Regions from separate parts of the Triticum aestivum genome. Here region 2 is linked to region 1. Evidence: chromatin contacts called from public Hi-C data. All regions are on one chromosome and are shown on one strand. The core of a region is the stretch at or near the end of the contact, and the rest is flanking DNA. Distances in the headings are between cores, read along the strand shown. Region 1 holds the start of LOC123137985 (thioredoxin reductase NTRB). Region 2 holds the start of LOC123137987 (RNA-binding protein 24).

Evidence for each region. A called contact is a pair of places that touch in the nucleus more often than the background predicts.
Region 2: a Hi-C map of leaf shows a contact between it and region 1, with 5 times the contacts expected there. The contact joins the promoter of LOC123137987 here to the promoter of LOC123137985 in region 1. A contact is called at or near these places in 2 of 5 Hi-C or Micro-C datasets (both in leaf).

Annotation. Positions count from the first base shown.
Region 1 is chr6B:557,750,546-557,757,435 of IWGSC CS RefSeq v2.1, forward strand. It overlaps LOC123137985 (thioredoxin reductase NTRB), which reads right to left and starts at 1,851. Exons shown (of 2, transcript XM_044557877.1): 1 at 832-1,851. The coding sequence starts at 1,759.
Region 2 is chr6B:558,197,740-558,204,871 of IWGSC CS RefSeq v2.1, forward strand. LOC123137987 (RNA-binding protein 24) reads left to right here and starts at 2,511. Exons shown (of 8, transcript XM_044557881.1): 1 at 2,511-2,923; 2 at 3,028-3,151; 3 at 3,527-3,659; 4 at 4,347-4,389; 5 at 4,474-4,714; 6 at 4,957-5,076; 7 at 5,162-5,254; 8 at 5,475-6,323. The coding sequence starts at 2,678. The coding sequence ends at 5,033. It overlaps LOC123137986 (diacylglycerol O-acyltransferase 2D), which reads right to left. Exons shown (of 9, transcript XM_044557878.1): 9 at 6,443-6,829. The coding sequence ends at 6,728.

The sequences.
Region 1 (6,890 bases), core at 601-3,100:
ATTCCTCGGTCAGCTATGATTGGACACTAGTCAGATCATTTGTGACAGGCACTGCAGAAACTGCGGAACAGGGCATGCTTTGAGGGGAAACTAATGAAAACCCTGTTGAACTGATATTACATGTGTCATGTCCTAGAATGGGCATGTTTACAATCTGGAGCTGAAGGGGAGACTTTGCTGGCTGGAGCAACACGCCTGCAGGGGTATGTGCTGAAGCAACGTGAGAAGGATCAGGGGCTAATCAGAATCAAGCCCGACTGCAGTTCAACTGCAACTCCTGAGGGTGTGGCAAGAGCACCCATGTTTTGCAGTCCTGATGGGTGTTGTAATAGATGTTCATGCAGTTTGAACCTAGGTTTGATAAGCCAGGCAGGCGGCAAAACCCTGTAAGTTTTCATTCGTTCTGGTACATATTTTCTGCTTTCTTTTGGCTGTTAGACCCATGGTTTATTCAGTTACTGTAAAGTACTGGAGCCCTGCTACCAAGGTTACTCTTACGAAAAAGGAAACTGACTCCCATTACCCTTGCTTGGAAACAGTAAGGTGTCCCTAACTGTCAGCAGGTTTGGGCATCAACAGTCCAACATATCCCAGAATGTAGCGAACTAATTTTGAATACAATGTTGGAGTATAAATAATTAAACTCGTTTTTTTTTTCAAAACTCAAACAACACTTTCTATTGTCACTATAAAGACTAGTTCAAAGAAGCAATTGATCCCTAAGCATATGAATATATATAGTTACTAATTTATAGATTACCATATGTATACAAATTGATCACTAGCAACACTTATACAATCAATTCACATAGTGCTATGCTATAGTAATACCTGAACCAGCGGCAGTAATCGCCTGACGATACTTCTTATCCTGCACATCCCCAGCAGCAAACACCCCCTCCACACTGGTATGTGTAGAGCCCGGCTTGGTGGCCACATAGCCATCGGCATGGAGCTCAAGCTGCCCATTGAGAAACTTGGTGGCCGGCTCATGCCCGATGGCAAAGAAGAGCCCGGAGACCTGAAGGTCAGAGACCTGACCAGTCACCAAGTTCTTGACCTTGACCCCCGCTAATGGGCCACCGCCTGCGCCGCCGTAGGCCTCGACGACCTCGGAGTCCCAGACAACCTGGATCTTAGGATTGGAAAGCGCCCTGGCCTGCATAATCTTGGAGGCGCGGAAGGTGTTGCGCCGATGGATGATGTACACCTGGGATCCGTACTTGGTGAGGAAGTTGCCCTCCTCCATGGCGGAATCTCCGCCACCGATGACGGCGATGGGCTTGTTCCGGAAGATGGGCGCGGCACCGTCGCAGACGGCGCAGGCAGAGATGCCGCGGTTCCAGTAGGTGTCGGACCCGGGGAAGTGGAGGCGGCGCGCGACGGCGCCCGTGGCGACGACGACGGTGTCGGCGAGGACGGTGGTGGAGTCGGAGGTGACGCGGAAGGGGCGGGCGGAGAAGTCGACCTCGGTGACGGTCTCGGAGAGGATGTTGGTGCCGAAGCGGGCGGACTGGGCGCGGCAGTTGTCCATGAGGTCGATGCCCATGATGCCGGTGGGGAAGCCCGGGAAGTTCTCGACGTCGGTGGTGGTGGTGAGCTGGCCCCCCGCGGCGATGTCGTTGGCCATCCAGCCCTCGAAGAGCACGGGCTTGAGCTCCGCGCGGGCCGCGTATATGGCCGCCGTGTGCGCGGCCGGGCCGCTGCCGATGATGCACACGCGCGTGCGGAGCGGCGCCGGGACGGCGGATCCCTCCATGGCTGCTCGGCTTGGCTGCGGCGGCGGCGGCGGCGATTCAGGGTTTCGGGGGGATTGAAATGACTACTCGTGTCGTAGGTCAATGAATCTTACTAGTATACTCCGTGTGAGCCAACCGGCCAATCAATGACCGCAGTGAGACGGTTAGACCAGCAATCGTGACAGGCTGACAGCCCTCCCTTCGTGACTGGTCTTTTTTTCTTTAAGGTAAACGCTCCGCTTTATTTAATTAAGGTTCGAAATTTCATCCGCTATTACATCTAAAATAGAGTCTGGAGGCATCAAACGCCAAACATTGCTTATTTCATCTCCTACTCGTACCCTCGCGAGCTTATGTGCCGCCTTATTCGCCGAGCGTCGCACTCACGTAACCTTCGCTTCCTCAAATGAACTGATCATTTCTTTCACTTTCCAGATCCACGGTCTAACTCCGCTCAGGTTTCTGTCGGGGTCGTTAATCATATTCACAACCATTTGACAGTACAGCTCTAAGTGCATCTTCCTGACGTTGTATTCCGCAGCCATATGCAGTGCCTTCTTGGTTGTCAGGATCTCAGCTGCCTCCGCATCCGCGACCTGAGGGGAAAAAACACAGGCTCCCGCTCTATATGCTCCGTTCTGATCCCTGAGCACTACTCCTCCTCCTCCTTTTCCGCCACTTTTGGACATGGCTCCATCCGCTTGATCTTCATCCATCCTTCCTCCGGTGGTTCCCATCTTTGCTGCTCATCCACCTTGGGGATTTTAGGGACTGTAGGGTGTACCTCTTGCCATTCATGTACATGCATAAGAACAGTCTTCATGATCGCATGTGGCTCAGCAATCCTTTTGCCGTCTCTAGCGTCGTTTCTTGCCAGCCATAGACCGTACAGAGCTTGAACAAACAGCTGCTTCTCCTCCTCTGCAGCTCCCGCAAACCATCCAAGTAGCCAGTTCGACAGCTCACTCTGGGATCTAGTCATCTCTGGTGGGTTAGCCACCCTAGCTCCCGTTTCCGAGCGCAACAGCTGCCAAAAAAGTTATGAGTGTGGGCATGTCCAAAAGCGATGCAGTAATGTTTCCTCCCTTCCGCACGCCACGCAGAAGACCCCTGGTTTAATTCGTCGTCGGTGCAATTCCGAGCCCACCGCCAATCCATTCCTGAGCAGCCTCCATGCATGCACTTTGGCCTTCCCCGGTGCCTAAGTGTCCCAAAGGGACAGATAGCCTTTGTGTTTGCTAGTAGACGTTGAAGGTTCAGGCCGTCCTGACCTCAACTTGTTCATTGACATTCTAAGGTGGTAGGCTGACCTTACTGTAAACTTCCCATTCTTAGTGAAATTCCATGCAAGCCGATCTTGGCAGTTCGGTCCGCCTACCGCTATTTTCTTAATATCCTGCGCATCATCTGGTGTGAATAACGCATCCACCCTAGCCTCGTTCCAGTCCATACCATCAGGACGTAGAAGATCGCTGACCTTCGTGATACCCCAAGCAAAAGTTTGACCCAGCGGCTTCATACTTCCAGCTCTTGGGATCCAATTTTCGTGATGGATGTTGATCATTGTCCCATTGCCAATCCGCCACACCAGTCCTTCCCTCAAAAGATCTCTGCCATGAAGAATACTACGAAAAGTGAAAGATCCTGCCGATGGACATGTGGCCGACAGGATCGAATCATCAGGAAAATAACGAGCCTTTAGAACACGGGCACACAAGGATCCAGGCACTTGAAGAATTCTCCACACTTGTTTGGCAAGCAGAGCTTGGTTGAAAGCTTCCGGATCACGGAAACCCAGCCCCCCCTCCTTTTTTGTGTCGCACATCTTCTCCCAAGCAATCCAATGCACTTTCCGTTCATCATCCATTGCACCCCACCAGAATTTAGAAGAGATCGAGGTCAAATTCCGGCACATCTTCTTTGTGAGGTGGAAACAACTCATGGTGAACGTAGGTGTCGCTTGCAGGCCCGATTTTATAAGCACCTCCCTTGCCTTCATGGACAAGCCCTGCCCCTTCCATCCACTAACCTTGCCTTTTGAGCACTCTGTCACATATTTGAAAGTACCATCTTTTGACCTCCCAACCAGTGTTGGTAGGCCAAGGATTTCTCATTTAGAGCCTCCTCCTCTATCCCAATGTACTGTTTTAGCTCAGCCTTAGTTTCTTCTTGACAGCCTTTCCCGAAGAAAATCGCCGACTTCTGAAGATTTATCCGCTGCCCCGAGGCCGCCTTGTATCTCTGGAGTATACCCTTTAGTGCCTCCATATTTTGCCTAGTACCCTCCAGAAACACAACACTATCATCAGCGAAAAGAAGATGCGTCACCTGGAGGCCCGTGCTCCCAAATGCCACACCTTTGAGGTTGCCTTCCTGTTGCGCTTGCTTAAGCAACGCTGAAAAACCCTCAACACAGAAAAGAAAAAGGTAAGGGGAGAGGGGATCCCCTTGCCTAAGACCCCGAGAAGGTACAAATCTCCTAGACAATCCTCCATTCAAATTAACTGAGAACGTCGCCGATGTCACACATCTCATGATCATAGCAATCCACTCCATGGCTTAACCATATTTAGCTAGCATTTGCTCCAGAAATATCCACTCCACTCTGTCATACGCTTTCATCATATCCAGCTTGACTGCACAGAACGCCTTCCTCCTCTTCCTATTGCGAATGGCATGAACGCACTCATATGCCACAAGGACGTTGTCCGTGATCAGTCTACCTGGTACAAACGCGCTTTGCTCCTCCGAGGTAAGAACCGGCAAGATTTGTTTGAGTCTTGTAACGCCCCGAGACCGATGTGCCAGGTGTCGTCCAGTTATTCGTTGTTGTTGCCTTGTCATTTTCTTGCGTGTTGCATTTCATCATGTCACCATGTGCATAGCATCATCATGTTTTCAAAACTTGCATCCGTCCTAGCCTCCTCGTTCTCTCCGTTGTCCGTTCTGAGCCCATACACACTTGCACGCGCTCGCGGCATGTCCGAAATATTATTTTATAAGTGGCGGAAAAATGTTCTCGGAATGGGTTGAGAGTTGACATGTGGTCTTATTATAGTGTAGATAGACCGCCTGTCAAGTTTCATCGCATTCGGAGTTCGTTTGATAGCCCAACGGATAACTATAGCGGCAATATAGCCGGTCTAACGTCGGACGTTTTCGGTATCCAGAAACCATGCCGGGCTCTCTCTCTCTCTTCTCCCCCTCGCAGTCTCGCCACAGCCCACCTAGTCCATCCTCCTACCCTTCTTCGCTTCCGGAGTTGTCCGATGCGACCGCACGGTCCGAAACCCCCCTCTGCACAGTGCATCGAACCCCTCACGTGCGCGTCCGAAATTGTCCCGAACCCGACCCGGGGAGTCGTCACCGTTGTGTCCGGATCATCCCCAAACATCTACAAAACATCTCCGTTTGTTAATTGGGCTCCCTAACTATTTTATTCTCAACCGTACGATTACGATCGTAGGGATGAGGTAGCCCCTAACCTAATCCACTTAATGTATATATATAGGTCCAACCCTAAAATCTAGGGACTTTGTCCCGCCGAGCCGCCGCCACCTACCATATCTTCCTCGGGATCCAGATCCAATCCTCTTCCTCCCCGATCCAAAAGCCCCTCCTTGCTTTCACCACCACACCAACCAGAGCCCCTGCTCCCTGTCTCCTTCTCCCCGCTCCCGATGGCCAACCAGTGCCCGAGCCAACTGCCCATCGCCGCCGCTAGCGACCTCAAACACCACCACCGAACCAGGCTGTGCCCTGCGCCCTTCCTCCCTGCTCTCCCTTCCCTTTCTCTTTTTTCTTCTCTGTTCCCCGCTATCTCTCTCTGTCGCCTCCACGGGACACCATGGCCGGCCTCTTCTTACGATCCATCGCCGCGCCTCCGTCTCCTTCAAGCAGCAGCAGCGTCCTCTTGTCGTTCGCGGCCTCATCGACTCCAGCAAGCCTCGCCGGAGTTCTTACGACGACCACCTAGGGCATCACCGTCATCAACCAGAGATGCCGGGCCACGGAGCCGAGCTGCCCGTTGCCTTCGCTTCCTCCACCGGGTCTCCTTACCTCGCCGCCCGGACCCGCCGTCCTGTGCCTCGCCCGTGCGCCGGCGTCGTCAGCTTCGCCCTTGCGCCTCCAGTCCAGGTCATCGCCGCCTTGCTCCGTTTTCGTCGACGGCTTCCAGGGCCGGTCCTGAGATTTCAGGGGCCCGGGGCGAGACTAGAATCAGGGGCCCTCAATATAAACATCACAATAATATTCAATATACGTATATGTGAAATATTTTAATAAACAGTATAGTAAAGTGCATCCAAAATGAAATATTTTATCATTTACCTTAAAAAAATTCCTCTCACATAGGTTGATGCAATTATATTCATTATGGTATCAATATAAATCTCATTGAATAATTTTAAAGTTACTAAACTATTTAAGCTCCCTTGGAAGTTTACAAAGCGCACATCATTTCTACTCTCTATATGGCTATTTAAAACATGTTCATGCTTCTTGTAGTATGACAATAACTATCACATAAGCCAGCATACCTCGGCCATCATTCACACATCCAGTGTCTCCTCATACATGTCCTTCATAAAAGAAATTGTTCTTGAAGCATTGAAACCATCTTCTAAGCTCTACACATAGCACATATAATGAGTTGAATGACATAAACTATATAAGAAAACTGATGAGCAGAAGATTCAGTATATTACTAGATATCATCTTCAGATCCAAAAGGCATTATTTTCTATCAACTTTGATCCTGGAGATATATGTTGAAACTTTCTAAAAGGAAGGAACCTGAATGTTTTTGAGCAAATTGATTTTGCGTAATCACTACGAAACTATAAAATTGATCAGCAAGTTAATAGAACAGACAAGTGTCATACAGAATTCGACGTACCTAAGTGGTTAATCCTGCTTTAGTTGACATCAACCCCTACTCATAATTTCTCTAAACCCAACAGTAACATCACGACCCTAATTTTCGAATGCCAAACTTAAATCCTGCTCATGGTGACTATTTCCTTCCATCAAGAGCAAGGAAGGGGAGAAATCTGAAAATCCATACACTCCCACAAGATTCGATCAAAAAACAGCGAAGAGATGCTTACCAGGGCCTGAAGAACAGCGCATCTATCTGCTTCTCCTCCCTCG
Region 2 (7,132 bases), core at 1,261-3,760, 450 kb after region 1:
CGCGCTAAAGCGCCGCGCGCAAAAAACCTGTTAGCGCGCGCGCTGCGGCTGGTTTTGCGCGCCCGCCTGCGCTGGCTCCAGCAGCGGCGCTATAATGCAGCGCGCGCGCGCCGCTCCAGCAGGGCGCAAAAATACAGCGCGCGCGCCGCACAAACCACATGTACATTTCAAAGAAGATGAGCAAAAATGATCAAACAAACAAAATAAAAATCAATAACAAATAGTTCAAAATAAATCATTACAACTCAAACAAATAGTTTATTGTTCAGTACAACAACAAATAGTTCAAAATAAATTATTACAACACAACAAATAGTTCATGAACAATACAATGTCGAGTGCAGATATCATCATGCTCTTTGCCGTCCATGCCATGCCCACCACTCTTCAATTAGATCATTCTGAAGTTCCTTGTGCGTTGCGGGACGCCGAATGGCATGATAGGAGGCAACAAAACGGGCTACCCTTTCAGCCCTCCGCCGCACTCGCACGGGATGTCCCAAGAGCTCATACTGTGAGTAGTCTAAATCTTGGCCACGCTCATTCTCGATGATCATGTTGTGCATGATCACACAAGCGTGCATGATGTACCAAAGCATTTTTTGATCCCAAAATCTTGCCGGTCCTCTCACAATAGCAAATTGGGCTTGCAAAATCCCAAATGCTCTCTCCACATCTTTTCTAGCCGCCGCCTGAGCATTGTGGAAATCAAGATTTTTCTTACCTTCCGGTTTTTTCAACGGCTTCACGAAGGTTTGCCACTTTGGATAGATGCCATCCGCTAGATAATAGCCATAGTTGTACGTACGGCCATTTGCTACAAACTGCACAGGTGGCAACTCACCGTTTGCAATCTTATTCATCAGTGGTGACCGGTTGACAACATTGATATCATTCAAAGATCCAGGCATTCCAAAGAATGCATGCCAAATCCAAGTCTCCTGATCGGCCACCGCTTCAAGGATTATAGTGGAACCCTTTTTTTGGCCGTGGAATTGCCCATGCCATGCCTTTGGACAATTCTTCCAACTCCAATGCATGCAATCTATTGAGCCAAGCATGCCAGGAAAGCCGCGCGCTTTGTTCATCGCCAATAGCCTTGCGGCGTCTTCAGCAGTGGGAGATCTCAAATACTCCTCGCCAAACACTTGCACAATTCCCACTGCAAAGCGCTTGACACACATGATGGCTTGGCTCTCACCCATAGCCAAATGATCATCAACTAGATCAGCCGGGATACCGTATGCCAACATACGCAAAGCGGCTGTCACCTTCAGAAAAGTGCTATGCCCGAGCTCTCCGGCGGCATTCCTCCTTTGCTGGAAAAACCGGTCATGGCTCGCTAGTTTCTCTGCAATGCGCCTGAACAAGTCGGTGCTCATCCTAAACCGGCGACGAAAATACGACTCCGGGTATGTGGGATTCTCCACGAAATAGTTCTTCATCAATCTGTTATGGGCATCAATCCTATCTCTCCAAATTTTCTCCCGACCCATAACCGAACCACCGTGCTTCGGTTTTTTATTGATATGCATAGCTACGATCATTGCAAGATCCTCCTCCTCTTCCATATCAAATTCTTCTTCGGAAGAATCATACGACGAACTCATCTACAATGTTCAATACTATACTATAAAAACTACAATTCAAAACATGCACCAAATTCATGAAGTTTGAGCAATACATACCTTGTAGGCGTTTTGTCAAACACCTTGCGGGCGCGGCGCGGCAGCGAGCGCTCGGGCGCTGTTCCTCGGACGACGGAGGCGCGCGGGCGCCGGCGGTACTAGGAGGGGATGGGCGGAAGCGCGGGCGCGCGGGGATAGGCCGGGGAAGCCTGAGACGGTCGCCGGGGTGCGCGGGCGGCGGTGGCGGCGCGGCCGGTCGGGGGTGGAAGCGCGAGAGGAAGAGCGGGCGCGAGCGCTCGAGTGTGCCGCGCGCCGTTGTGGGCGCCCGAAATACGGTGCGCGGGTAATTGTTTTTGACCGCGCGCCCAACCTGTTTTAGCGCGCGCGCCGTTTTTGCGCGCCCGCTGGAGCGACCTGACGCGTTGCGCGCGCGCTAAAACGACCTATTTTGCGGCGCGGCGCTAGTTTAGCGCGGCTGTTGGAGATGCTCTAATGATTGGATTTTTCTGCATTTATTTCAAGCTTTTCGGCGATGTATGTTCAGTGGGAGGTGGTGTTCCCATCAACTATGAAGACGTCTGTGATGATTCGTTAATCTCAAAATAATGTGTCGATTTAATCTTTCGAAAATGCTCATAGGGTAGGCCGTGGGTACATATGACTTTCAGAGAGGCGAGTGTATGAGCGCCACGAGACTCAAATTTCGTTGCAATTGTTTCCGAACAACTCTTGTACTGCCACAGCTGGATTTCGCGGTCAGCCGAGCCGCGTTTTCCATTCGAAAAAGTCGAGTCGTTGGCTCATCTTTGTGAGCTGTGGGTCCCTGGAGCAGTAGCAGGAGGAGGCGCCAACCGGACGCCAAAACCCCGCCCCCGCCCCAATCACACCCCCCTTTCCCCTCGCCGCCCCCACTTTTTTTCTCCCACTCCGCCCCCGATTCTCCCCAATCCCCTCTCGCCGCCGCCAGGAGGCAGCACCGGAATCGCGGCGACCGAAGATCCCCTCCGACCCGCGCCAAGGAATCCCGCCGATCCGCTCGCGCCTCCCGGATGGCCCTGCACCAGCACCACGCGGGGTCGGCGTCCGGGTCGGCGTCGGCGTCCAGCTCCAGCTCGGGGCTGCACCTGCCGGCCTCGCCCTTCGGGGACACCACCCACACCAAGCTCTTCGTCGGGGGCCTCGCCTGGGAGACCACCAGCGAGAGGCTCCGCCGCTTCTACGAGCGCTTCGGGGACATCCTCGAGGCCGTCGTCATCACCGACCGCCACTCCGGCCGCTCCAAAGGATACGGCTTCGTCAGTGCCCGCTCCTCCTCCTAATTCTGCTTCCACCTGTTAGTCTTTCTGGAAACGCTGTAGCAGTGCTGGATTGTTTACGACTTTCATGCTCGTCTCCGCAGGTGACGTTCCGCGATGCTGAGGCGGCCACCAAGGCCTGCGAGGAACCGTCGCCGGTCATCGATGGCAGGCGGGCCAACTGTAACCTGGCGTCGCTAGGGCGTGCCCAGCCTTCCACACCCCTCGGTATTATTCTCTTCTAATACTACCTATTTGGAATAGCTTGTACGCACGTTTTGAGGCCATTTCATCAAAGTAGTTACTATTGTTTGCAATTTAATGCAGCATAGTTGTTGCTTATTGATGTTGTCTTGTGCAATCTAAATCAATCAGTTCTACCACGAGTCTCCCTAACAAAAGTTGTAACATGACTAGTACATGAGTCCATGGTGCTTAGTGACTTACTCTGGAATTCAGTTAACCCTCATCATGTTGCAAAGTAAATCAAGAATTCAACTATGGGTAGGAAAGGGCTAGGGTTTGCTTATCAAAAGGTTGTTTATGTGGTAATAATAGTGTCCTTTCTATATGCATGTGTTCTAAAACATGCATTCTATATAGGGCGGCCAAGATCAGCTGGCTCCTACTTTGGTGTTCCCGTTCCAAGGGGCATTTATGTAGGGGGTTATGGTCAGCAACGACCACTTCCGATTGGATACTACCAGTACCAGGGATTCCCGGTTCCACAATACAGGTAAGATTATTTCCAGAACATACAGTACAACTTGTTTAAAAACGCAAGCTTTAAGAAAATTCAGTGGGTTGACGATGTAATGCTATCAAACTGGCATGTAAGACGAAGTATTTAGAAGTTCCATCTTGTCCCTAGATGTCTGTTCACGACTTTCATGTTCTTTTTAGGCCGATTCTTCACCATTTTTTAGTATAATTTGTTCATGTTTATACCCTTGAATTTGCAAAATTTAAATAGATTGCAATTCTTTTACTGGTTTTAACTACCAAGGTACTCCCTCTGTAAAGAAATATAAGAGCGTTTAGATCACTACTTTAGTGATCTAAATGCTCTTGTACTTTACGAGGGAGTACTTCATTTAATAAAGATGTAAACGATCAAATTAGAATTTAGAATGCAACCATCCTCTGCAAAGTATTTTGTCTAGTTTTTTTTCCCAATTCCCCATCACCATGTATCACTTGGGCACAAAAGTATGACCAGATGTATTTGATTTGCCCACGTTGTGTAGATTATGCATATGCTTGTCCCTCGTTAGCCATCTATCATCTGTCCCACTCCCCTCTTTCCCTTGTTCCTTTGAAAACGATCAAATTATCAAAACTGCTTGAGTTCATGGAGCAAAATATCACTGTTTGGAAGCCATAAGAAGTACATTCAGTTCATTTTCTTCTTTCTTTTTTGCAGTTACTCCACATATGGGACTGAATACATCTATCCACAGGTTAAAGTGTGAACATGTAAACTTAAATATTCTTGTGGAACACAAGTCATGCTAAGGATTAGCATATTCTAAAAAAATGTCTCTTTGCAGGGTACATTAAACCCATATGTTGGTCAGCAATATGTTCCAGTTTATGGTGTCTCAGCTGCAGCAAATACTGCTAACCAACCATTTAGCCAATTGAGCCCATCCATTTCTGGTGGGGGCAACGGCTATCCGATGATGCATGGTTACAGTATGCCAGGAAATCAATTTGTGCATCTCACTGGGTCAAACTTAATTAATTCATCCCCAACAAATCGTCCCACCATTCAGGCTCCCTTTTTAGTAGGTAAGCTTTCTCCAGATCACATTTCCACTATTTGTTGGGCCTTCTTTTCCATCATAAAGAAAGACCCTTCCAAATAAACTCAGACATGGTTTCAAGATCCAACTGCATTCACTAAGCAACATATGCTTCCACTCTGAATTATTATGCTAACATAAATATAATTTTCCATTTTTCTTTCTGAATCTTTTCTGGCATGCTATTTGCCCTTGTGAAAATGTATGTTTATTTGGCTTTTGTAGCAGCACCAGTTCCCTCCCATCCACACTTAGTTGTACCAGCCCACTCACCTCAGTTTACACAAGCTAGTGGTTCAGACTAAAGAGCAAGCTGAACTGTGCACCCCCAACCATTTATACCTTGAGGTTTGCTTTCTCTGGATCGTTGTTATCTTGTTTGCGTGTTGACTGCCTAGCTGTAACTGACACTAGATTTTTTTGTCCGTGCCAGGTAACTTTAGTTTGCAGCAGGACTAAAAGAACAGTGCTGCTGTATTTGCAGCACTTGTTCTTACCTGGAAAAAATCATCCTTGTATTCATAAGGTATGTATTGTATCAAGCAATCATCCTTGCATTCATCGATTAGTGTGTAAGTGCACTTGGATAATGGTCTCCTAACTGGGCCCATTTGAGCATGCTTGTGTGACTTTGGTCTGTTCATCAATACAACTGTTACACAGATTCTAGTTTTGTTGATGCTGGTTTAGCTCCTGCATCTTGATTCTTACTCATTGATAGTAACTTTTGGGATGTAACTCTACAGGTTGTCCTTATCATGGTCGACATATGTACCTGGAGATCATGAACTGTTCCGGTGGATGGGGCAGTATCTCAAGAGCGACGGCTGCTCTTATCAGTTTGGCTTGGTTCAAATCCTGTCCTGGTGGGGGATTGTGATCGTCGATGTTTAGATACAGCATTATTATTGATTCTGTATCTGACAAGTCATGGATATATGGTGGATGCTGGAATGGAGTCCAGCACTCTGTAAGGTTGACTAATCCAAGGGGATTAGTCATGATGGCACTCTTAAGAATCAGGGATGAGTCACGATTTGATGGCACTGAGATGAGCATCCATCTGAAGAGTCACCAAGTTAGTGTGCTTTAGTGTCGCATAGTTTGAGTCTTGCACAAGCAAAAGTCAGTGTCATGATCTATCACTCTGGTTTCGCACTAGGCCTATTGATAGCCACATTATGGATTTACGATGCTCCGCTCGAGTGTAAGCAGGATGTTCAGTTTGCCCAAAGGGTGGCCGGAGATGGTCCTGCGTCTGCACCAACTTCCCATTAGAGCTTCTCTGCGTTATTACACAACTGGTGATCAGATCAAGCTCTATTTTGATCCGTGTTTACAGTTGGTGTTGGTTCCAGAACCGTTGTGGTTTTGTAATATGTCTCAGAAGTTCTAATTTACATTCATGATGCTCTGAGCTTGGTAGTTCCAAGATCAGAGTCTTGTTGTACTTGAATAATAATAAATCCATCTGCTGCGAGTCCAGTGATGCGGTGCCTCTCATCATGGATTTTCATGAACTTGGTGGCGTGAAAAGATGTACTGGTGGTACAATTGAGCTGTGTGTTAACTCAAGAAAAATAGTTTGTGAACAATGTCCATGTGGTATGTGTACCCTCTAGCTGAGGTTAATAGCCCTTCCGACATGTATACATGTTGTCAAGTTTGATCCTTTCTGCTGTCTGAATGGAACCAAACACATCTTACATGAATGTGAAGAAACTCCTCAGTGCTTTATGAGCAAACAAATATACAATCGGTACATCCTATGTGTCTTGGCTCTTGAGCGCTATATGAGCACGCAAATGTATACAATTTTTACATTTTATGTGTTTTGCAAGGCCAGGTGAGCATGTCATTCCAGCTGCTGGGATTTCCTACACATTCAGAGCTACTAAATCCTGGCGAAGGCTTGACTTAAACACACTCCAGTTTGAATGCTACTGAACCCTGTAAACGCAACTTTGAAATATCCTATGGCTGGATGTTGGAACGGCCATCATAGAACTCTCAATTCGAGTTTGTCATATCCAGCTTTTGTCTTGTACTTTTCGAATAGTTCTTGCATCGCAACCACAAATTGTTCATGCACCTCGTTTATCTGTCAACACCAAGGCATGTTAGTATTTTGCCTCCATTTCAAGAACAAAAAAGGCATGTTAGGATATTAAACAAGAACATGGTTTCAAAACTTGTTTCCACAGTTGCAAAGAAACCGGCATGATAAAGTCATACATTCATACTCTAAACAGATCTAGAAAATGACATCCATATCGAGCAACTAAGGCTTGGTCCAGAATGACAAAAATGCACACCAGATTTTGGCCTTGGGTGCTTAACTAACTGTTTTCCAGTTCTGTTTAATAGCAAAAATCACATCTAACATTTGCTCAATCTTTTTTGG